2 separate regions of the Mus musculus genome follow, and region 2 is linked to region 1. Evidence: chromatin contacts called from public HiChIP or PLAC-seq data. All regions are on one chromosome and are shown on one strand. Each heading gives the region's core, a stretch centred on a gene start, on an enhancer-like site or on the middle of the called end of the contact. The rest is flanking DNA. Distances are from core to core; before and after follow the strand shown.

What was found. HiChIP or PLAC-seq counts read pairs in DNA pulled down with a chosen protein or histone mark.
Region 2: a contact with region 1 is called in a FOXA1 HiChIP or PLAC-seq map of pancreatic cancer cells. The contact joins two enhancer-like sites. A contact is called at or near these places in 4 of 484 Hi-C or Micro-C datasets (the G1E-ER4 cell line, embryonic stem cells and epidermal suprabasal cells) and 4 of 115 datasets of contacts at active chromatin or transcription factors (embryonic forebrain, forebrain, neural tube and 1 more).

Annotation. Positions count from the first base shown.
Region 1 is chr12:8,332,362-8,335,291 of GRCm38.p6, forward strand. All of the region lies in intron 4 of Hs1bp3 (HCLS1 binding protein 3), which reads left to right. Among named protein-coding and RNA genes, the nearest start is that of Hs1bp3, 20 kb to the left of the region's middle. Within about 2 kb of position 1,445, at least 67 of the 459 cell types and tissues checked have an H3K27ac peak or open chromatin away from gene starts, as enhancers often do. A contact at or near this core is called in pancreatic cancer cells, where this site is marked.
Region 2 is chr12:8,780,679-8,783,608 of GRCm38.p6, forward strand. The region is part of intron 1 of Sdc1 (syndecan 1); the gene reads left to right. Among named protein-coding and RNA genes, the nearest start is that of Sdc1, 11 kb to the left of the region's middle. Within about 2 kb of position 1,498, at least 62 of the 459 cell types and tissues checked have an H3K27ac peak or open chromatin away from gene starts, as enhancers often do. A contact at or near this core is called in pancreatic cancer cells, where this site is marked.

The sequences.
Region 1 (2,930 bases), core at 195-2,694:
CCTCTCCCCTCAGCCCACTAGCTAAGCTGCCGTTACCTCCTCCAGGAGTCCCTCCCTGTGCCTTCCTTGAGTCCTCTGTGCTCCAGCTGTGACAGCCTGGCTGGCTGGCATCTCAGGTGGGTCTGTCTGCATCACCTAGAGCAGGCACCTCTACAGGGGCACTGCTTGGGGAGTGCTGGTTGGAGGAAGGGGAGGAGGAGGAATGGACAGGCTGCTTGCTGCTGAAAGGCTGGCAGGGGTTATTGTTAGAGGAGCAGCGATGGAATAGAGAAAGGGCTTTGTAAACATGAGCGCTGACAACTGCTGCTCTGACCCCTCATTCCCTGTCTTATTACTTTGTCTGTCTGTCTGTCTGGATGCCTGCCTGCCTGCCTGCCTGTTTCTCCTTCCTTCCTTCCTTCCTTCCTTCCTTCCTTCCTTCCTTCCTTCCTTCCTTCCTCCCTCCCTCCCTCCCTCCCTCCCTCCCTCCCTCCCTTCCTCCCTTCCTTCCTTCCTTCCTTCCTTCCTTCCTTCCAGTCAGCTAATCTGTCTTCCTTCTATCTGATGACTATCCAGCTACACAGGACAGATGCCTATCTGTCGGTCTGTCTGCCTGCCTGCCTTCTTCCTTTTAGTATTTGCTGAACACCTTTCTGCAGTTTTAGGATCAATCAGACAAGACCCTGGGGGCTTCCAGGTCCCCTGATGCCCCTTGTGTTCTCGTGGGTGATCTGAGGGATTTGAGGACAGGACCGCCAGGTAGCTGGGGCAGGGTAGTCAGTGCTGACTGAACACTGTTGTGCTGAGCATCTGCTTCAGTTCAGTGCAGCAGAAATCACAGATGTCACCAAGGAGGACAAAGATGCGTGTCAAGCTTGTGAGGGAAGCTCGCCCAGAACGGTCTAGCCTTATCTGTGTCCGTTCAGGAGGACAGACGGATGGTCTAGCCTTATCTGTGTCTGTCCTGGACGGACTGAGCAGAACTGGGGAAGTGGTTGGAACCTCCCTCACCTGGCTTCCCGCCTGTTCTCTCACGCACTGTGCTTCCTGCTGTTCTTGATCCGTAGGCGGCTTTGCTCCCCTGCCCTCTGGGCCTTTTAAGTGGGTAGCATGCGCATTGGGTCCCCAAAGAAAGTGGTTTCTGAGTGGAGGGCAAAGCTACCAGAATGGCTGAGGATCAGCCTCAAGCCCTGAAGTGACTGGCCAGGCACTGCCGATACAGGTGTAAATGGGGTTCTCTGCCAGTCACTGCTGCTGTGCCCACTGGATCCAGGGCCAGGGGCCAAGCAAAGGACATTATGATAGGTGATCAAGAGACGGACATATTGGTGATGAAACAGAGCCTACAGTTCTCATAGGGCTGGTCTAAGGGCCCCCCAACCCCAGTCGATGGTCACATTCCACAGAGCCGTGCTCACAGCTTCCATCCAGGGCCTTCTAGGCATATTGACACAGGGAGTCCAGACTCTGGTCACCCTTGCTAGGGCCATGGCCTCTGTTAGTCACCAGGACTGTTGATTCTGCCTGATAGATAAAACTACAGGGGCGCCCTCCCACAAGGAGCAGCTGAGTCCACCCTGCAGGATCTGAGAGGAGCTAGAGCCGAGGCTTTCTGAAGGGTGCGAGCTAGCGAGCTAGCGATCCTTCACCCACCCCCAGCACCACAGGCAGGCCAGAGCTCTGTTGGCACTTCACCATGGTGGCCCCTGTTGACGTGCACATACTGCAGTAGGGACACAGATGCCATCACTGTTGAACTGTGCCACTTTCACCCCAGTGGACAACACAGACAATTCTGTTCATGGGATATTGAGAGTAACAAGCAAAGTCATAAGTATTGTCCTAGTATGATCATAATTAGTTACTACCCTACTCCCAGGCCCAAAATGTCCAGCCTGCTAGGCGATCTCCACCAGACACGCTATGCCTCTGAACTGGGGTGGGAGGGGGGTGGTTCTGCAGGAATAGTCACCTCAGAGTCCCTGGCCTTGCAGCACCCAGGGACCTGGTATTTTTATCTGAGACTGGATAGTCTGTGTTACAGCTTTTGGCAATGGCCAGCCTCTGTGCAGTTTGCCACTGTGTTGCCAACATGAGCTCAGAGGTGACCTCAGCCCAGTGGAACCGGCTGCCAGGCGCTTGGGAGAATGCAATCCTGGGTTCCAGTAAAAAGGAAAAACAAAACAAAACAAAAAACTTTTGCCGTTTATAGGAATCTTAAAATGCCTAACGTGGGTGGCAGCCCCAGAGCTTGAGGTCAGCTTGTTAAAATAAAACCAAGTTTGTGATCTGGAGACAGTGTCACAAAGGCAGCCCAGATCATGTGATCCAGCAAACATGAAGCTTGCCTATCCACCTGGATCAAGAAATAAAACTGTGGCACACCCCAAGAAACCTCTCTGGTGACCCCCAGTTTCCCACCACAAGCATCTCAGGGCAGGAGCTCTTCAGTCAGGGAACAGGTGTGGCAGAGCCAAGCCCACCTGACTCCAGAGGAACTTCAGAAGGGCTACCCTACCCAGGGGGAACCACATTGTTGCTTAGAAGGGCAGCAGGTATACTACTTAGAGAAGACTGATGTTCAATGTCCGGCAAAGCAGGGCTTAGGCTTTGTGATGGTTAATATTGCCCGTCTAACAGGATCAAGGATTAACTAGAAAGCTAGCCTCTGAGCGTATCTGTGAAGGGTTTTTGGATTGGACTAATTGAGGTTGGAAACCCCTCCCTAAATATGGGCAGCACCAGGGTATGGTCTGGTGTCCTGGACTTAATAAAGGGGTAAAGCAAACCAAGCACCAACATTAACCCCCACCCTGGGGGGGCCGCCATGGTAGACAAACCGTGAACCTATGCAATCCCTGCCTTCTTGAAGTTGTTTTGTTATTGTTGTTGTTGTTGTTCATTGTTTTGTACCAGACAAAAGAGAAGTCACTAACATAGGCATCCTCCTG
Region 2 (2,930 bases), core at 248-2,747, 450 kb after region 1:
TCTCCCACCCACCGCTGGCCCCAGGACCTAGACTGCTGGACCCTGACCCCATTTTTCCTTTAAGCCACCTCTGCGTCAACTCTAAAGGCGGTGGAGTTGTTTATCTAGGCTGTGAGGTGTCAGAGAAAGGACCTGGGCCGCTTTGTTCCTGTGTGGGCTGGGGCCACTCCAGGAACTGAGAAACCCACCCACCTTTTCAAAAACAGCCTCTTCTCAGAGTCTGGCACCTCAGGCTAGCCCACCATGCTGTGGGACCACTCCCAGCATGCTCTGCCTTTGGTTTGTTTCCCAGGGGCCTCAGTGCCTTTTAAAGATGCACAGGCATCTTTAGTTCAAGGGGAAAGAGGAAATGAAGTGTATTTGCTGGTGGTGGTATTCCTGTCACTTGCATTCTCACAGAGGCTAAAGAAATTTGCTCTTTGTATCTTCTAGTCTCTTCTTTATGATCTTTTCCCATCTGTTGTATCCCAACTGCAGGGCCCCAGTTCTAGAATTAGCCCCTCCCCCATAGGAAGCCGACTTATGCTATAATGTGAATGACAAGTATCCTTTAGCCCTTCCCACAGGCATTTTAATTTTCAAAAGGGCATTGCACAACCGCAGAGACACTAAGAAGAGAGGTTTGGTGATCAGAGTTACAGCCCCAGCCTCCCAGCTGGTGGCCCGGCTGGTGCAGGTGTGTCGAAAGCAGTAGTTTCTGCTTCAGTGAAACTTGAGGATCCTTTATTTAGCCAGTTCAGGGGCGGAATGGCCATGCGAAGTCTATGTGTCACAGGTGTCAGGCCCCCATATCCTGCTGAGTCTAGAATCAGCTACGTAGCAGTTTTGGGGGTATTGCCAGACTGGGAGTTTACATCCCAGAAGCGAGAATGGTGGGGTTCCTATACTGCTCCAGACAGGATCTTTCCCCCAAGTTTGTCAGCCACCTCTCTTCAAGTCCCTTGGCTCTGACCAGCAAGACGTATCCAAAAGAAACTGAGGAGGCCCTTCACTTCTTTTTAGGATAGTGTGGGGCCAGCATGGTGGGGGTTGGGAATGGCTTTCTGTCTCTTCCATCATCACAGGCTACTTCCCAGAGACACTTTGATTCTGGGCATCTCCAGCAGTCACCTGGCCCACAATGCTTTGCTGCCCTTTGCTTCAGCCACTGTATCTGGTTGTCCCTTGAAGGTGAGCCAGAGCTCCTAGGCAGAGAGCATGTGCTATACAAAGCCGTAGGCTGGGCCCTGGGAACCTTCTTGCTGTCATCCTCCTGTCAAACCCCTATGGTATGGTAGCCCACATAAGGCTTGTGCCAAAAAACAGGCCAAAACATAAGTTATCTTTTCACTCTATCGGGTCTTCTCATTTTCCCATGGTACGTTCGGCTGGCCAGGCCCAAAAGATTTGAAGAGAGGTGGCTGGCAAGTCTAGGGGAATAGGTCCTATCTGGTTCCCTCCAGGAGCAGTGCCTAGTGAGAGGCTGGGCCTGGGCCAGGGCCAGGCGCCCTTGCTCCACATTGCCTGAAGTCCCGCCCTGCCCGTCCTGGCTGGGATCTGGCAGGTCTTCCAGCTCCACACCCGGCTCTCAGCTGAGCCTGCTCAGAGACTAGTCCTGGCATGTGGGTTGCAGGGCTGGTTCCAGCTCCACCAGGAGGTATGGGCGTCTGGGTACTCATGGGACATTGACCTGTAGTGGGTATGGAGAGTGGAGGAATGGTACAGGCAGGTGTGCTGGTGCTGACGGACTTGACTCCGGCATTGACCTTGGCTTGCAGTCTGGTGTTAAACTAACAGGGAATGCTGACAAAAAAGACAGTTATTAAAACCAAGACAGGATACTGCTTTCCCACTCAGCCCATTCCCAAGAATCCCCAAGACGTACAGGAAATGTGCAACAGCAGTGGGAATTGCTGAGTTGGGGGATGTGGGTGAGCTGTGTGCTCCCAGGGAATTTTGGGAAATTCCCCTCCGTTGAAATGCTGTCAGGGTCTGAGCCTTGGAGGTGTTTTTGGGGTGCTGTGCTCCCCAGCTAAGCAGCTAACAGTCCTCTTTACCTGCCTTGTCCTCACCTTGGCCCCACCCTGGGTTGGGCCTCTCGTTCACTCCCTGCTGGGTCACCAGTCACTTCAGTGCAGGTCTCAGCTTGATTCTTGGTGGAGAGAGAGAAAGTTGATAAATCAGGGTGCCTGTCAGCCGGAAATTTGGGTGTTGCCTGAAGGCACCAATGGGGGCCCTCCCTTCTGGAGGTGGCTTTAGGAAGGGGTTTCTGGGTCTTGAGGCCTCCTTACAGTTTCTTAGCTCCATGGGAGAGAAGTGAGGAGTTGGGTATCGTCACCCCAGCATGAATCTCTGGTCACCTCTCAGCATGCACTGTCCAGCCTGATCTTTGAGTGCCATAAAAGAACAGAATTATCCTCTCAGAGCACTTCATTTCCCGCCAGCACAGTGGGTACAGAGACAAGCTGCCCAGACTCCCAGCGAGGGACTAGTTGAGCCCCAGCATGGGACTAGTTGAGCTAGACCTGATACAGTCCCAGAGAGCCTCGTTGAGGAAGCTTTGGGAAAATTCACCCAGCATTTCAGCCAGGACTGGAGGAAAAGGTGATTATGGGAAAGAGAGCAGTCAAGACCCCAGGCTGTAGGACACAGGATACAAACTGAGAGCTACCGGATAGGAGTAGGTTTTAGTCACAATCTCTCCTGTCCGCCCTACCCTCCAGGAGACATTGCACCTTGTAGAACAGCTGCCCCGGAGGTCCACCTTTGGGGCCCCCTGGGGTAGCTCAGTAGTGTCAGCATCCTCTCATTGACATCAGTCAGGTTACACAGTGGGGCAGCTAATGTGAAGGCGCTAGGCTGGGAAGCCAGCTACTTGGGAAAACTAGGTTGTTCCTGGTAGGCCCTAGCAGGAAGGCAGTTCCTCCTTTTCTTGGTGGCTTTAGGGGTCT